Linked DNA regions of Mus musculus: regions 2, 3, 4 and 5 are each linked to region 1. A link is a contact called in public Micro-C, promoter capture Hi-C and targeted proximity ligation data. All regions are on one chromosome and are shown on one strand. The core of a region is the stretch at or near the end of the contact, and the rest is flanking DNA. Distances in the headings are between cores, read along the strand shown.

Evidence for each region. Promoter capture Hi-C pulls out the DNA fragments that hold promoters and counts their contacts. A called contact is a pair of places that touch in the nucleus more often than the background predicts.
Region 2: a contact with region 1 is called in a promoter capture Hi-C map of liver, with 2.4 times the contacts expected there. A contact is called at or near these places in 2 of 39 promoter capture datasets (the 3T3-L1 cell line and liver), 1 of 484 Hi-C or Micro-C datasets (embryonic stem cells) and 2 of 130 datasets of targeted methods (both in embryonic stem cells).
Region 3: a Micro-C map of embryonic stem cells shows a contact between it and region 1, with 9 times the contacts expected there. A contact is called at or near these places in 1 of 39 promoter capture datasets (pre-B cells) and 1 of 484 Hi-C or Micro-C datasets (embryonic stem cells).
Region 4: a contact with region 1 is called in a promoter capture Hi-C map of embryonic stem cells, with 2.5 times the contacts expected there. A contact is called at or near these places in 2 of 39 promoter capture datasets (embryonic stem cells and pre-B cells).
Region 5: a targeted proximity ligation map of pancreatic cancer cells shows a contact between it and region 1. A contact is called at or near these places in 2 of 39 promoter capture datasets (cranial neural crest and liver), 1 of 484 Hi-C or Micro-C datasets (embryonic stem cells) and 3 of 130 datasets of targeted methods (embryonic stem cells and pancreatic cancer cells).

What each region holds. Positions count from the first base shown.
Region 1 is chr19:24,223,679-24,226,481 of GRCm38.p6, forward strand. It overlaps Tjp2 (tight junction protein 2), which reads right to left and starts at 1,348. Exons shown (of 24, transcript NM_001376368.1): 1 at 1,173-1,348.
Region 2 is chr19:23,074,629-23,077,328 of GRCm38.p6, forward strand. C330002G04Rik (a long non-coding RNA gene) reads right to left here and starts at 1,277. Exons shown (of 8, transcript XR_001782629.2): 1 at 1,129-1,277.
Region 3 is chr19:25,609,276-25,611,975 of GRCm38.p6, forward strand. It overlaps Dmrt3 (doublesex and mab-3 related transcription factor 3), which reads left to right and starts at 1,262. Exons shown (of 2, transcript NM_177360.3): 1 at 1,262-1,992. The coding sequence starts at 1,524.
Region 4 is chr19:25,504,366-25,507,189 of GRCm38.p6, forward strand. Dmrt1 (doublesex and mab-3 related transcription factor 1) reads left to right here and starts at 1,341. Exons shown (of 5, transcript NM_015826.5): 1 at 1,341-1,836. The coding sequence starts at 1,489.
Region 5 is chr19:23,139,913-23,142,612 of GRCm38.p6, forward strand. It overlaps Klf9 (Kruppel-like factor 9), which reads left to right and starts at 1,314. Exons shown (of 2, transcript NM_010638.5): 1 at 1,314-2,347. The coding sequence starts at 1,843.

The DNA of each region.
Region 1 (2,803 bases), core at 98-2,597:
CAAAAAAACCTGCAGCCTTATATGTTAGCCAAATATCTTCAAATCTCAATAAAGAGCCAATGGCTCTGGGGGCGGAGTGGGTAGGTCCAGTGTGGCTGTACTGTCTGTCCCCATTTTTAAAATAGCATTCAGATTTAAGGCTGAGTAGGAGTCCGACGTGATTCATTCCTTAGCTGGGCACCGCCACTTTTCTTGGGCCAAAGGTTCCCAAAGGTCAAAGTGCAAATAGATCCCAGGGCTAACAGGTCTAGGGTGCGGCCTGAAACCTGGGTTTTCAAGAGGCCCCCAGGCAATGTCCCAGAATCCCTCTCTCCTTACCAGGAAACTGGTCTTTCAAATGAACTAGGAAAGTCGGGAAACTTTTAGAGGCCAGAGGAGCCTCTGAACAGAACCCGCACACCTGCGGACCTGGGAAGGCGCGGTGGACAACTCAGAGACAGTAGCTCAGAAACCCTCTCGCACACTGCAGCAGCCTGGAAAACACCCTTTTCAAGCTCGGAGAATGCTTGGCATTCGGTGGCCTTTTTCCAACATAAAAATCTCCAACTCGGCTTTGACTGAGAGTCCCATAGAAAAGCCACGGAAAGCAGCCCTGGAGAGCTGACAACGCCCTGTGTTGACAACTCGGCTCGTCCTTTATAAAAGAGTCGAAAGACCCCAAATATATATATACACACACACACAAAGTCGAATTAAATGTTTCACAAAGCGACGGGACTGTTTTCCTGTCGGCGGCGGGGGAGGGGGCAGACTCATGGTCACCAGGATCGCCCCCACCTGCACACAGACACCAGCTTTCCCTCGCTCCGCGCCCGTTCAGGTCACCCACCCCTTAGATACCATCGCTGCCAACAGAAACCCAAAGGCCCTCTGAATCTAGCAGAAGAGACGCTCTGCGGGAGCGAAACAATGTCCCCGCCTGGAAGGACAAGGAGGAGCCAGGCACCTGTAGCAGCGGCGTAAACTCAGATCCCGGGTGACCCTAAGTCAACCCCGGTGATGCGAGGCTGCCCAAGGGTGGGAGATGGAAGTACGCACGCAAAAAGCAGTGCTCAAGAAATCACATCCCAAACCCCACGGGGACAACCGGCGTTCACGCACGCTGCCCCGCGGCGAGCCAAGGCTCCAGAGCAATCTTGTACCCCGGGAGGGACAGAGCCGCAGGTACTCGCCTGGAGAAGGGGGGCGGCGGCAGCCAGCAGAGTCAGCGCGCAGAAAGCGACGGTCCCAGGCGTCGGGCGGCGCAGCGCGGGCAGCGCCTGTCCGGAGGCGGAGTGCCGCGGGCTGCCGCAGCAGGCGGGAGCCAGTGACCTCCGCCACCGGCCGTTCCTGGGTATTGTTGTGACTCAACCTATTTCCTGTTTGGAGGGCTAGAAGAAAGGGGGACAAGTGCCTATCTAGAGTGTGTGTGGTTAGGGGGAGGGTAGATGGGCGGTGGCCATCACCTGCTTCCTCCAGACCCGGAAAAAAAAAAAAAAAGTAGCTCGCGCCACTTTGGGTCGTCCTGTTGGCGGAGGGGGAGGCCTCACCGGCGCCACCCAGCGGTGGGGCAGGGATTGAGCGACGCTTCCGCCTCTTTTCTCAGCAAAACCCCCAAGCTTCGGCTCAAGAGTATAAACATTCGCAGGGTTTATCTAATTCGTGCCCAGATCTGCTTTCAGTCTTTCCGCAGGTGCTGGCGAGGAAAGGTCAGTCACCCCTCAGAAACCACGGGAAGGGTGTTTGTGGGTCACTGTATGTATACGGTAGGGGAGTGGAACGGGTTGATTTTTGTTTGGGGAAGAAGAGAAACGGGTAATGGTATCGGTGAAAGATAAGTTTTAAGATCAATTTCAATCCCCCTCCCCCTCCAACCTCCCTGGTTCTCTGGCTCTGAGGCTCCAATCCGGAAATACCGGTTCCTCTCGGGGGACAATAGGTGAGGGCGGAGCACTAAGCCCAGAGCCTGCTTAGTCACACCGCGGGGAAGGAGGAATGTGCCTAGTGCCCAAGGCTGCACCCGGGGCGCAAGTTCGCCTTCCATTTAACCTAGTCTGGTTAAAAAATCCTAGGAAGAAAAAAAGAAAAGAAAAGAAAAAGAAAAAAAAAAAAATAAAAAGAAAAGCTGGATAGTGGTAGCGTATGCCTTTAATCCCAGCCCTTGGGAGGCATAGGTAGACGGATTTCTGAGTTCGAGGCCAGCCTGATCTACAGAGTGAGTTCGAGGATAGCCAGGCTACACAGAGAAACCCTGTCTCAGGGGGGAAAAAAAATCCTAAGAAGATTCCAGGGTACAGGATAAAAGTTGTGGTGATGGCGAGATGGATAGTGGTGATAGTTGTGCGGTGTGAATGCTCGCACTTGCCCACTGCGTTGCAATTTTAAGTATTTTAGTTTGCTTTTTTAAAAATCCTGTAAAGGATGCTGAGGTTCTATTCCAGGCAACTTCGCGCACGAGCGCCCTCTCCTCCCCACAAAACCCTTTCGCCAGGAGTAACTATGTCAACTGAGACACTCTCTCAAGGAAAAAAAAAAAAGAACAAAAACAACAACAACAAAAACAAAACCCCAACAAGAGAAACCAGGAGTGGTAGCACAGATTTGTAATCCCAGAGCTGGGGAGACAGATCCTTGGATTTACCAGCCCCCGAAAAATGAAAGACCCGGTCTTATAAACCAACATGGACAGATCCTGAGGAACAGGTGTTATCAGACCTGCCAATACACACACACACACACACACACACACACACACACACACACGCCCCAGGCAAAGGAAGATCAAACCTGAAGGCTCAGGCTTTAAGAAAGTATCACTTTAAGA
Region 2 (2,700 bases), core at 27-2,526, 1.1 Mb before region 1:
GAAGAAGAAGAAGAAGAAGAAGCACATTTGAGGCCTGCCACTGGTCACGTGGGTGAAATCTGAAGTCCACAGTCTCCCAGTTTGAGCCTCCAGTTTGAGCCTCCAGTTAATGATATCTTCAGACTACACCTTGATCGAAGCTTTATGAGACATGTCACGTGACCAGATCTCACTAAGTCACACCCAGGTCTCGATGTTCACTGATGGTTGGCGGAAGTAATTTTTGTTCCCTATAGTATGAGAGGGTACATGAGACTGGTTGCTCACACTAGTGTGAGTCAGGAATCTGGGAGCAATGAAGGCTTATCTCTCTTTCCTCCTTTCTCTTTTCATTCCTTCTGAGCCTCTACCCATGAGATGATGCCACCCACTTAAGGGAGGGCCTCCCCTCCTAGGTTAGTTGTCTTTGAAAATGACCCCCATAGAAAAAACTAAATATGTGCCTCACTAATGCGCTATGTACGACTAAATCCAATCAAGTGGACAAAAATTAACCAGCACAAGTTCACCTTTGAACCAGCAGTGATCACACATGCCTTTAATCCCATTACAGAGGCAGGCGAATCACTTGAGAGATGAGTTTGAGGCCAGTCTGGTCTACAAAACAGGTTCCAGGGCTACATAATGAGACCCTGTCTCAAAAATACATACATACTTATGTAGGGATGGTGCTGATGCTAAGGTCCTGTTCTCCAATTGGTTGTTGATCCATCAATAAAGATGCTAGCGGCCAGTGAGCTGGGTGAAATAGGCGGGACTTCCGGGTCCCCGCAGGCAAAGTAGCAGACACAGGAGAACTAGGAGGGGGTGGAATGGGGTAAAAGAAGGAGGCTAGTGGCTGCAGGAGATAAAGCCGACCAGCCAAGAGGGTTTTCCATTAGAGTGGCCAAGGAAACAGAGCCATTCAAATTATGTAGCTCCATGTGCATCCCGCATCAAAATTCTCAGGGGCATCATAGAGACTCTAACAGCCATTGTGGCCCCCCACTCAAGCTCTGAAGCCTCTCTTCGGAGCCTGTTCCCTCCGTAGCTGCAGTTTTCAGCAAATGCCCCATGTTTCTGACATCTCCAACAGCCTGGGGTCTCCCCTGTATCTTAGACTTCATCTTTATAGTTTTAAGCACTAACCTTTCAGGGCCTCGATGTAGGGAATCCAACCCAGCCATACATTGCCTGGCTTTGGCAGCTTTCCATGCAAGCCTCCTTCGGCAAGCCTCCATGCGCCCCTCATTCTTGAATCCTGTGTTCTTGAAGAATCAACAACACTTGGATGAATCAAAGTTCTGCCCTCAGTTTGAGCTGTAACCTGGGTCACGTGGGTCACAGCTGTTGGGCCTGGGGGGGTATCCATTCAAGAATTAACCAGAGAAACCATCCCCCTAAGCAGCTACATTCCAGGAGGCTTTGCTAAAGCTCTATCTTTCCAGGAACACTCCTTTCAAATGAATCTGCATTACACTTAGCGGCTCCCCGTGGGTGGGCCCTTACCCTCAAGGCCTGCTTCCTAGAGTCCCAGAGTGTCTCTTCTATTTAATGGCACTTATCTCTTTAACCATCACAGACACTTTCTCTGCATCTGCCTTGTTCTTTTTTTTTTTTTTTTTTAAGATTTATTTATTATATCTAAGTACACTGTAGCTATCTTCAGACACTCCAGAAGAGGGTATCAGATCTCATTACAGATGGTTGTGAGCCACCATGTGGTTGCTGGGATTTGAACTCCAGACCTTCAGAAGAGCAGTCGGATGCTCTTACCCACTGAGCCATCTCACCAGCCCCATCTGCCTTGTTCTTAACGTTAAACTCACCCTTACGTTGCAGGACATTTATTTGTTCTTTCTTCATTTACTGCTCTCTCAATAAACCTGGATCTGTATGTGAGTCACAGTCGTGACATTCCATTACTGGTCTTAAGATTTCCTTCAAATGACTTAGTTTTGTTTGTTTGTTTGTTTTTGTTTTTGAATTAGCCTCAATCAGGTTCTAGGACATGGAAGGATGCAGACACAGTCTTTTCTTTCTTCCTTTCTCTCTCTCTCTCTCTCACTTTCTCTCTCTCTATCTATTCTATGTACATTGTGGTTCTCCTCGAACACACCAGAGGAGGGCATCTGATCCTATTACAGATGTCTTTGAGCCACCAAGGGGTTACTGGGAATTGAACTCAGGACCTCTGGAAGAAGAGCCAGTGCTCTTAACTGCTGAGCCATCTCTCCAGCCCTACAGACAGATTCTTGGCCAGAATGTAACGTGAATGGCTTTTAGTCCGGTTTCTAGTAGAGTCCTTGCTCTGTCCTTCTGAAATCTCTTGTCTGCATCTCCACTGGCAGTTTTGTATTCCAGATGCCCAACCCAAAATGTTCCATTATGTTTTTCTTACAGTGTTCTGGGTCTTCATTCACCTGCAACTCCAAGTTCATCCACCATCAGCCATGAGCCATACGGTCAGGCATCCACAGTGTTAACCATACTCTTGCTTCTCCGTTTTCTGTACCCCGTTTTATTTTTTATTTTTTTCTGTTGCTGTGACAAAACATTTGATAGAAAGCAACTTAAGAAAGGAGCGGTTTAGTTTTGCTTCCAGATTGAAAGATGATATTCCAAAATGGTGAAGAGGGCACAGAGAGAGAAGATTAAAGCTGCTTACTTACATCTGGGCAGACCAGAAAGCAGACAGACACAGAGTGATGGCGTTCATAG
Region 3 (2,700 bases), core at 12-2,511, 1.4 Mb after region 1:
CGTTCCCAGGGGCCGCTAAAAGACCGTCCGGGACTTCCGTTGGCTCCTTCCCACTGAGTTGTTAAAGCGGTCCTGAGCCTACTTTATGCCTTGATTTTTGTTCGGTTGTTTTCTTGGTTGAGTGAAAAAAGGCAGCCTTCTCTACACGTACGTAGTAATACTCGACATTGGACAAACCAATACTGAAAACAAGCAAAGAGTATAAACGAAATTTATGCTGTAAAAAAAAAAGGCTTATGCAGTCTAAGGTTATACAGGAGACTCTTCATCGTCACGCAAAGATTGTTACGAGTAGGGTCTATTCCTTATTCTTAAGTAAAACACAGCGTCTGTGGGGATTTGAACTGGGCAATTCCGGACCTTGGCTGATTCAGTGGCCTTTGCGTGAACAAAATACCAGGTAACTTTGGGGCCACTAATGTGTCTTCTCCCTACACCCTCGGAAAGTTTAAACAGTGCTTAAGAAAAACATCCAAGAGAGCACTTGGCAGTCCAAGGCAGAGAGGTCATTCAAGGCAGAGATTGTTTATTTTAAAGACAAGAGGAGGTTAAGTAGAAAATTGAAGTTACCCTATAAAACGAGTTGTCTTCCTGAAGCCTGACAGATTAAAAAAAAAAATACTCATTTTTCTTCTGTAGCAATGAAAAAGAAACTAGATTGCAAAACCAAGCGAAGAATTCCCGAATCACTACTACCCCTCTTTTGATTCCTCTTGCCAGGTGGAGACTTTCCGGTTCTTGAAACCCGGTTCTCCCGGGGCCGACCTGCGGAGTACCCTCAATTCCCTCGCAAGCTCCGAATGGCTGAGGCCAAGGGTGGGAAGGAAAGCGGTCTAGGGCTCAGTGCTTCGAGGCCAGTGCTGGAGCGACGTGAGAGGGTAGGGGAGAGGCCTGCCGGCTGGCTTACAAACACCCACCCCCCTCCCCATCGTCCCCCGCCCCACACCCGGTCCGCCCAGCGCTCCCGCGGTACCGCAGCGGCGCAGTCCCTCCCGGCTCAGGAAGGGGTAACAGAGCGCTTGGCAGAGGGGGCTGTGAGCGCCCCCGCCTGAGAGGCCAGGCTGCAGGTGGCGGGGAAGGTGAGGTGCAGGAACCCGAGGGGTGCCTGCCAGGGAGGAGGAAAGCGCGTGGGGAGCGCAAGGAGGCTGGGACCCCGATTGGGGGGGGGGTGGCGGCGGGAGGGAGGAGGGACTGGGGGGGGAGGGTGGCGGAGGAGGTGCTGGGTCCAGTCTGCGAGGAAGGGACCAGGGAAGGAAGTGGCTCAGACCGTAATCAGAGCTCTCCCCGGCTCCTTGCAGCTGCTGGAGAGCCTCAGCGTGGGAGGACCTGCGGGTGGAGCCTGCGCCCCGAGAGCGGCGGGCAGAGAGGCGGCACGCGTGGGTACCGGCGGGCTGCGAGCGCCATCGGAGCCGGGGAGACTGCTGCCGTAGCTCCGGCCGCCGCGGACCTTCCGGGGCCTCCCGAGAGCGGGCCTCCGAGCTCTGTGCTCCAGCTCCCGCCGCCGGCCGGGGGGAGCCCTGGGCATGAACGGCTACGGCTCCCCCTACCTGTACATGGGCGGCCCGGTGTCGCAGCCGCCGCGGGCGCCCTTGCAGCGCACGCCCAAGTGCGCGCGCTGCCGGAACCACGGGGTGCTGTCCTGGCTCAAGGGCCACAAGCGCTACTGTCGCTTCAAGGACTGCACCTGCGAGAAGTGCATCCTGATCATCGAGCGGCAGCGGGTGATGGCGGCGCAGGTGGCGCTGCGCAGGCAGCAGGCCAACGAGAGCCTGGAGAGCCTCATCCCGGACTCGCTGCGGGCTCTGCCAGGGCCCCCGCCGCCGGGGGACGCTGCGGCCACCGCCGCTACCGCCTCGCAGTCGTCGCCAGCCTCCCAAGCGTCCCAGCCGCCCGCGCCGCCTCGTCCCACCGCGGAGTTGGCCGCGGCCGCCGCGCTGCGCTGGGTCGCGGAGCCCCAGCCCGGGACGCTGCCAGCGCAGCTTGCTAAACCAGGTGAGAGCGTCTGCGGCGCTGGGGTCGCGCTCCGAATGAGGGAGCTTCGAGGGCTCTTCGGGATCGTGGGGGAAGGCCGAAGACAAGTTTGTGGGAAGTGGACCTGGTTGGACCTGCCCCACCCCCACCAGGCACCGGTTCTTACTCTCCCGGAAAGGGGGTCTCGAGAGTCTGAAGCCGATGGAACCCAGGAGCCCGCCAGAGGGGCCAACCAGATCGCCTGGCTGTGTCCCTATCGTCAGAGGCTTTCCCCGGGTTGAAAGGGAACATAGCAGGTCAATTTTAAAAATAAAATGATGTCTTGGGGAAGACCGACTTTAAACACACCACAATGAGGAGGGTTATCCGGGCTGCGGGTTTTAGACGGGTGGGGGCTCTCACTTGGAGCGAGGGGGTAAGTAGGTGCTGGCTAGCAGTCAGGGCCCAGTGCTTTGCTGTTTCTAGGTGATTCTTGGCTTGGTCCGGAACAGGCGTTTTGTCTCTTACTTAAAGGAACTAGGAGTCGTTTTGTTTTTTTTAGCCAGGCTAAGAGGCCTCAAGACTTAGAATTTGAAAAAAAAAAAAAAAAAAAAGGCGCCTTTTAAGAACTCTAAGGAAAAGGCTCCAAAGTGAAGCTACTTAACTCTCTTTTGCTGAACTACTTCTTTGGTCCTTTATTGCCATTTCCCGGGCTGCTGTGGTGTGAAGAAATTAAAACCAAAACTTGGC
Region 4 (2,824 bases), core at 91-2,590, 1.3 Mb after region 1:
ACAGATATTAGCTGCCAGGCTAGACATTCTGATTTAGTGATTTATTGGGGAGTGCAGACTTTGAGAGACACAGGAATCTGGACATTGGTTGAGCTGATCTTGAGGGCATTTGCTCCCCCAAGTGAAGCCAGAGGACAGAGGACACTGGCAGAGAGCAGGTGGGAAACCTAGGAAAGGCTCCAGAGTGATGGAGCAGGGGATGGGGGTTGGGTTGTGACGTTCATTTCCATACAATAAAATAGATCTTAGCATGGAATGAGTTTTGAGTAATGTTTCCATCTGCATGATCCCTCTCCCAGATTCACATTTTGTTTGTTTTTAATTTTGGGTGCTGGATCTCTCTACTTAGCCCAGGCTGACCGCAAACTTAGGGTCCTTTAGCCTCTACCACAGTGAGGGAATTACAAATTCTGTCACGCTGCTTGGCACCAGTTCAGTTTCTCTCTCTCTCTCTCTCTCTCTCTCTCTCTCTCTCTCTCTCTCTCTCTCTCTCTCTCTCTTCCATTTTAAAAATCTATTTACTTATGTATTCCAAGACAGGGTCTTTATAACTCTAAACGGCCAGGAACTCATTACGTGGCCATAGACTGGCCTTGAGCTCACGGTGGATTTTCTGCTTCAGCCTTCCAGGTGCTGAGATGACAGTATGCCTAGTCACATTTAGTTTTGAAATGCCCGAGATCCACACGCCTGCAGAGTCCTTAAAGGAAGTTGCATCAGAGGCAAAAGCTATCTACTACAGCAAACGGCAAAGCAGGCTAGAGGGGAACCACCTAATGTCACATTGATCTATCTGGAGCCAGGTGGTAGAAATCCTGAGAGCAAATAAACAGGGCTGTGGGAGGCAGAAAGCCCAGGCCTTCAACTTTTGGGGCGCGTGAGCCCCACGAACTGCAAAAACACAAGACTCCGGCTTTTCTTGGATGTTCAATCTGTCTCACTCTTATAATAAGAGGGTGGGAGTGGGGGTGGGGGGAAGAAAATTGCTGCCAGTCTCTGTTAGCCAAGAGGCCTCTATGGGCGTTAGGGGTGAGGGAAGGGAGCTAGTCGACCACACAGGGTGGTCTGCACCTCCTCCAAGCAACCATTGGCGCTCAGCTCAATTCCTTGGAGCTGGGCGCGCAGAGAGAGTTCCTCGTGCTGGTGCGCTGCACACGGCTGAGGTTTGTAGCAATTTTGCAGCTGGTGCAAGCTTGCACTCAGCAGAAGCGCAGTGGATGGAGTTGGGGGACAGTGGGCGTGGCCACGCCGCGTAGCGCCCTCTCCCGCCCACGCAATCCTCGGAAGGTTCTGAAAAGTATCCAAAAGTCCTGGGCTAGGCGCGCCAAAAGGGGAAAAAAAGAAAAAAGAAAAAAGAAAAGAGGTACAACCCCCCACCCACTCCCCGAGCTCTTCATTTAGACTACAGGTCCAGCTGCGGTGCACCCGCCTCCTGCGCGCCTTCTAGGCAGCCGGCTGGGTGGATCCGGGAGCGGGAGACGAAGCTCCATGCCGAACGACGACACATTCGGCAAGCCCTCTACCCCGACGGAGGTTCCTCACGCTCCCGGGGCCCCGCCGCAGGGCAAAGCCGGAGGTTACAGCAAAGCTGCCGGGGCGATGGCTGGAGCGGCTGGAGGCTCGGGCGCGGGGGGCAGCGGAGGTGCCTCGGGCTCCGGGCCGTCGGGCCTGGGTTCTGGAAGCAAGAAGTCCCCGAGGCTGCCCAAATGCGCTCGCTGCAGGAACCACGGCTACGCGTCGCCGCTCAAGGGCCACAAGCGCTTCTGCATGTGGCGGGATTGCCAGTGCAAGAAGTGCAGCCTGATTGCGGAGCGACAGCGGGTGATGGCCGCGCAGGTGAGTCCGGGCTCCCGGGGAAGCCTGCAAGATGCGGGGGTGGGGGAGCATCGACGGACGCCGGCTTGGGCGAGCCGCGGTCCAGACGCCGGGGTCGGGGTCGGGGTGGGGGTGGGGCGGCGATGGAGGGTTGCGGGTTCCGTCTGCTTGAATCCCGCGGATTTGCGGCGCGGGGTGGGGTGGGGGTGGGGTTGTTCCGAGCAATGAAGTGGGATTCGGGCTGCACACGTGCACCCTCGCCATCGGTAGACGAGTGGCTCAGTATTTAACTCTGCACGGGGTTCTCTTCATTCTGACCTCGTCTTCCAGCTGAATTTCGGGGTTCGCCACGCACTTGGGCCCCCATAGTCTCCAAGGGCGCTCTGCGAACGGAGTCGCGAGATTCCCTGAATCAGAAAACCCCGGGACCAGGAATGTTTGGGCGTCGGTGGGGGTGTCCCGAGATTCAAACTTTGCTGGCAGACTGGAGGGGTTTGCTCCACTGGGAGAGCTGCCATGATTTTAAACTACTTCCCTAGCTGAAAATTGAGGGGTTCGCTCCTCCGGGAAGAATCTCCATAGCCCCGAACCTCTCGTTACACAGACATTGAGTTGCGGGGATTCAGGCCCTTAGGGTCCCTGGCTTCATGGGCCAGGTTTCACCCAGGTGGCGCGGGAAGGTGCTGCTCCTGGGCCTTTCTGGAAAAGTCCTCGGGATGGGCGGGAGCACAGCGTGTTCGCGCATCAGTTGGCGCACTTTCCGGGTTCGCCCCGCGGACCCGGGCAAGCGTCTCAGCCATTTTGAAAATGCTAGCATTTACAAATTTGTAGTCGCGACCTAAGTTATCGAAGTTCAATTATGCTTAAGTGTTTTTTTTTTTTTTTTTTTAATACAGGTGTAGGGAAGGTGCCAGTTTGAAGACCTGTAGATCGGTCTTTTCCTTTCTTTCATTTTTTTTTTTTTAAGTAGCTTGAACAGCAGGCTAGTAATTTAGCAGCTTGACGGAAA
Region 5 (2,700 bases), core at 64-2,563, 1.1 Mb before region 1:
GAGTTCATCAGACTCCCAACCCCACACTAATTGTTGACCAAGTAAAGCCACAAGATTCAGTTGTTAAGGCTCTCTGGATGATTCCAGTTCTCAGGACTATTTAACACAGTTAATATTTCACAGGGGTGGCTCCTCTAAAGCAGAGTCAGGAATCGGGAACCCTGTGCTTTTTTTTTTTTTTTTTTTTTTTTTTTTTGAGTTCTGCGGTCGTCTACCTGATAAGGTAGACCAGTCTTGTTCTCTACAATTGTGAAGCAAGAGGAAGGAAAGGCTTGCCCAGCAGGAACAGGGAGGAGTCCCTACAAAGAAAAGGATTTTTTCAAGTTATGCAAATGCAATGTCTTATTGGTCTCAGTTTATGGGTTAAGATAGCTTCAAGACAGAGCGAATTTAGAGTCAAAGGCGCCCAAGGAAGTAGGAGGTTTAGCAAAATGCCAAGATGGCGGTGCTTTTGTGTAAGAACCATTTAATACGGAACCGGATCTTTTGTTAGCTGTGAAAAATTTTAGATGAATTTCTCTTGGTTAATGTGTGGGGTGAAAGAACTTTTAAACATCTAAGTGCTGCATTCCAAACAAGAACGAATTGATGCTGTCTCATCCGAGTCTGTCCTTGGACAACGTGGCCTGCCATATCGAGGGTTTAAAATTTGACTCACACTTAGTTTATTAAGCACCCCGTCCTTCCATCTATATTTTAGAGTTAGCACCAGCAACACAAATATGAAAAGATCTGTCCGATTCACTTCTGCTCCGCAGGTTTACAAGTGTCGGGCGCTTCCTTTTGGAACGCCCTTCTGATTGGCTGAGCCAATGCCAGTGACATCAACCAACTTACTTTTGATTGGAAGCCTGGTTGCTGGGACTGTAGCGTTTGCAGGAAGTCACTTAACTGTTTGAGGGCTGGGAACCCGAAGTTGAAGTTCTGTTTCGTCCCTAGGGATGGGCGTAACTGCCTAGGGGAGAAGCGTTCCCAAGCCACGCCAGCTGGCACGTGGGCCGGGAGGCGTAGGCGCGCGCGCGGTCTGGGCGGCATCTGCGGGGATGCGCAGCCGCTGGTTGCCGGGCTCCGAGCAGTTTCCCTTTTAAATGTCAGCGTTCGGGGCTGGAGGGGCAGCACGCGGCGGCGGAACGGAACGGTCGGATTGGCCGCGCGCCGTAGTTCTAGACGCACCTCTCCACCGAAGGGCCCTTCTGACTGGCAGGGGGAGAAAGTAAACAGAGTTGAATCACCCTCCCCACTGGCCAATTGGAGGGGGCCTGGATTGTGACGTGATGGGATTCTGCGAAATTGTTACTGAGCTGGAGAATGCCGGAGAGGCGCGGCGCGGCAGGACCAGGGGCTCAGCGGCCGTCGGCGGACGCGGGAAGAAGTGTCTCGTAGGCGCGGAGCCCCACTCAGCCCCGGCCCCCCTCGTCCGCGTACTCGGCTGATGCCCCGGGGCGTCAGCTCGGCGGAGAGGCGGTCGAGGACGTGCGCCTGGCTCGCAGTTGGCTTTCTCTGGGACTCCGACACGTTTGCAGTCGAATAAACTTGCGACCGCCACGTGTGGCATCTCTCCGAGGAGGGCGCGCCCATCGTGGGATCGCGCGGGGCGCCGGGCAGGGCGGCGGCGACAGCGGCGGAGCCGGCCGCGGCTGCTGCGTGCGGAGGCGCTGCCGGTTACGTAAAGATGAGGGGCTGAGGTCGCCTCGGCGCTCCCGCGAGTCGCAAGCTCCCGCGCCCCCGCCCCCTCGGCCGCGCCGCACCGCGCTCGTCGTCCGAGGCCAGGGCAGGGCTAGCCGAAGCTCCGCAGCCACCTTCAAGTTTGGCCGCACCGCCCGGGCTGCCGTCGCCCGCACCATGTCCGCGGCCGCCTACATGGACTTCGTGGCTGCCCAGTGTCTGGTTTCCATCTCCAACCGCGCCGCCGTGCCGGAGCACGGGGGCGCTCCGGAAGCCGAGCGGCTGCGACTACCTGAGCGCGAGGTGACCAAGGAACACGGTGACCCGGGGGACACCTGGAAGGATTATTGCACGCTGGTCACTATCGCCAAGAGCTTGTTGGACCTCAACAAATACCGACCCATCCAGACCCCCTCGGTGTGCAGCGACAGTCTGGAGAGTCCCGATGAGGATATAGGATCCGACAGCGACGTGACCACCGAATCTGGGTCGAGTCCTTCCCACAGCCCGGAGGAGAGACAGGATTCTGGCAGCGCGCCCAGCCCACTCTCCCTCCTCCACTCTGGAGTGGCTTCGAAGGGGAAACACGCCTCCGAAAAGAGGCACAAGTGCCCCTACAGTGGCTGTGGGAAAGTCTATGGAAAATCCTCCCATCTTAAAGCCCATTACAGAGTGCATACAGGTTAGCGGCGTCGCCTCTCCCCCGCTTCGGGCTTTAGCTAACCTTTGGCCGGCCAGCATTCCTGGGCGCCCAGGACACCGCACTCGGCCTAGAGGCTGCAAACATTTTGGAGAAGATGCTGCTTAACTCCTGCACTCTCTCCTTACTTGGCTCCAACCTTTAGGAGCCACCCGAACCCACCCCCACCCCCCCAACCGCCGCTCTGAGCAAGTGGCTTGCGTGGCTCGGCCTGGAGCCGGCCCGCCCCTCCCTTACCCGCCCCGCCCCCGGGACTCCGTACCCCGCCGCTGCGGGGTCGCCCCACCTGGGGAGACGCTGGGGGGTAGGGTAGTCAAATGGCGCAGCTTTTATCC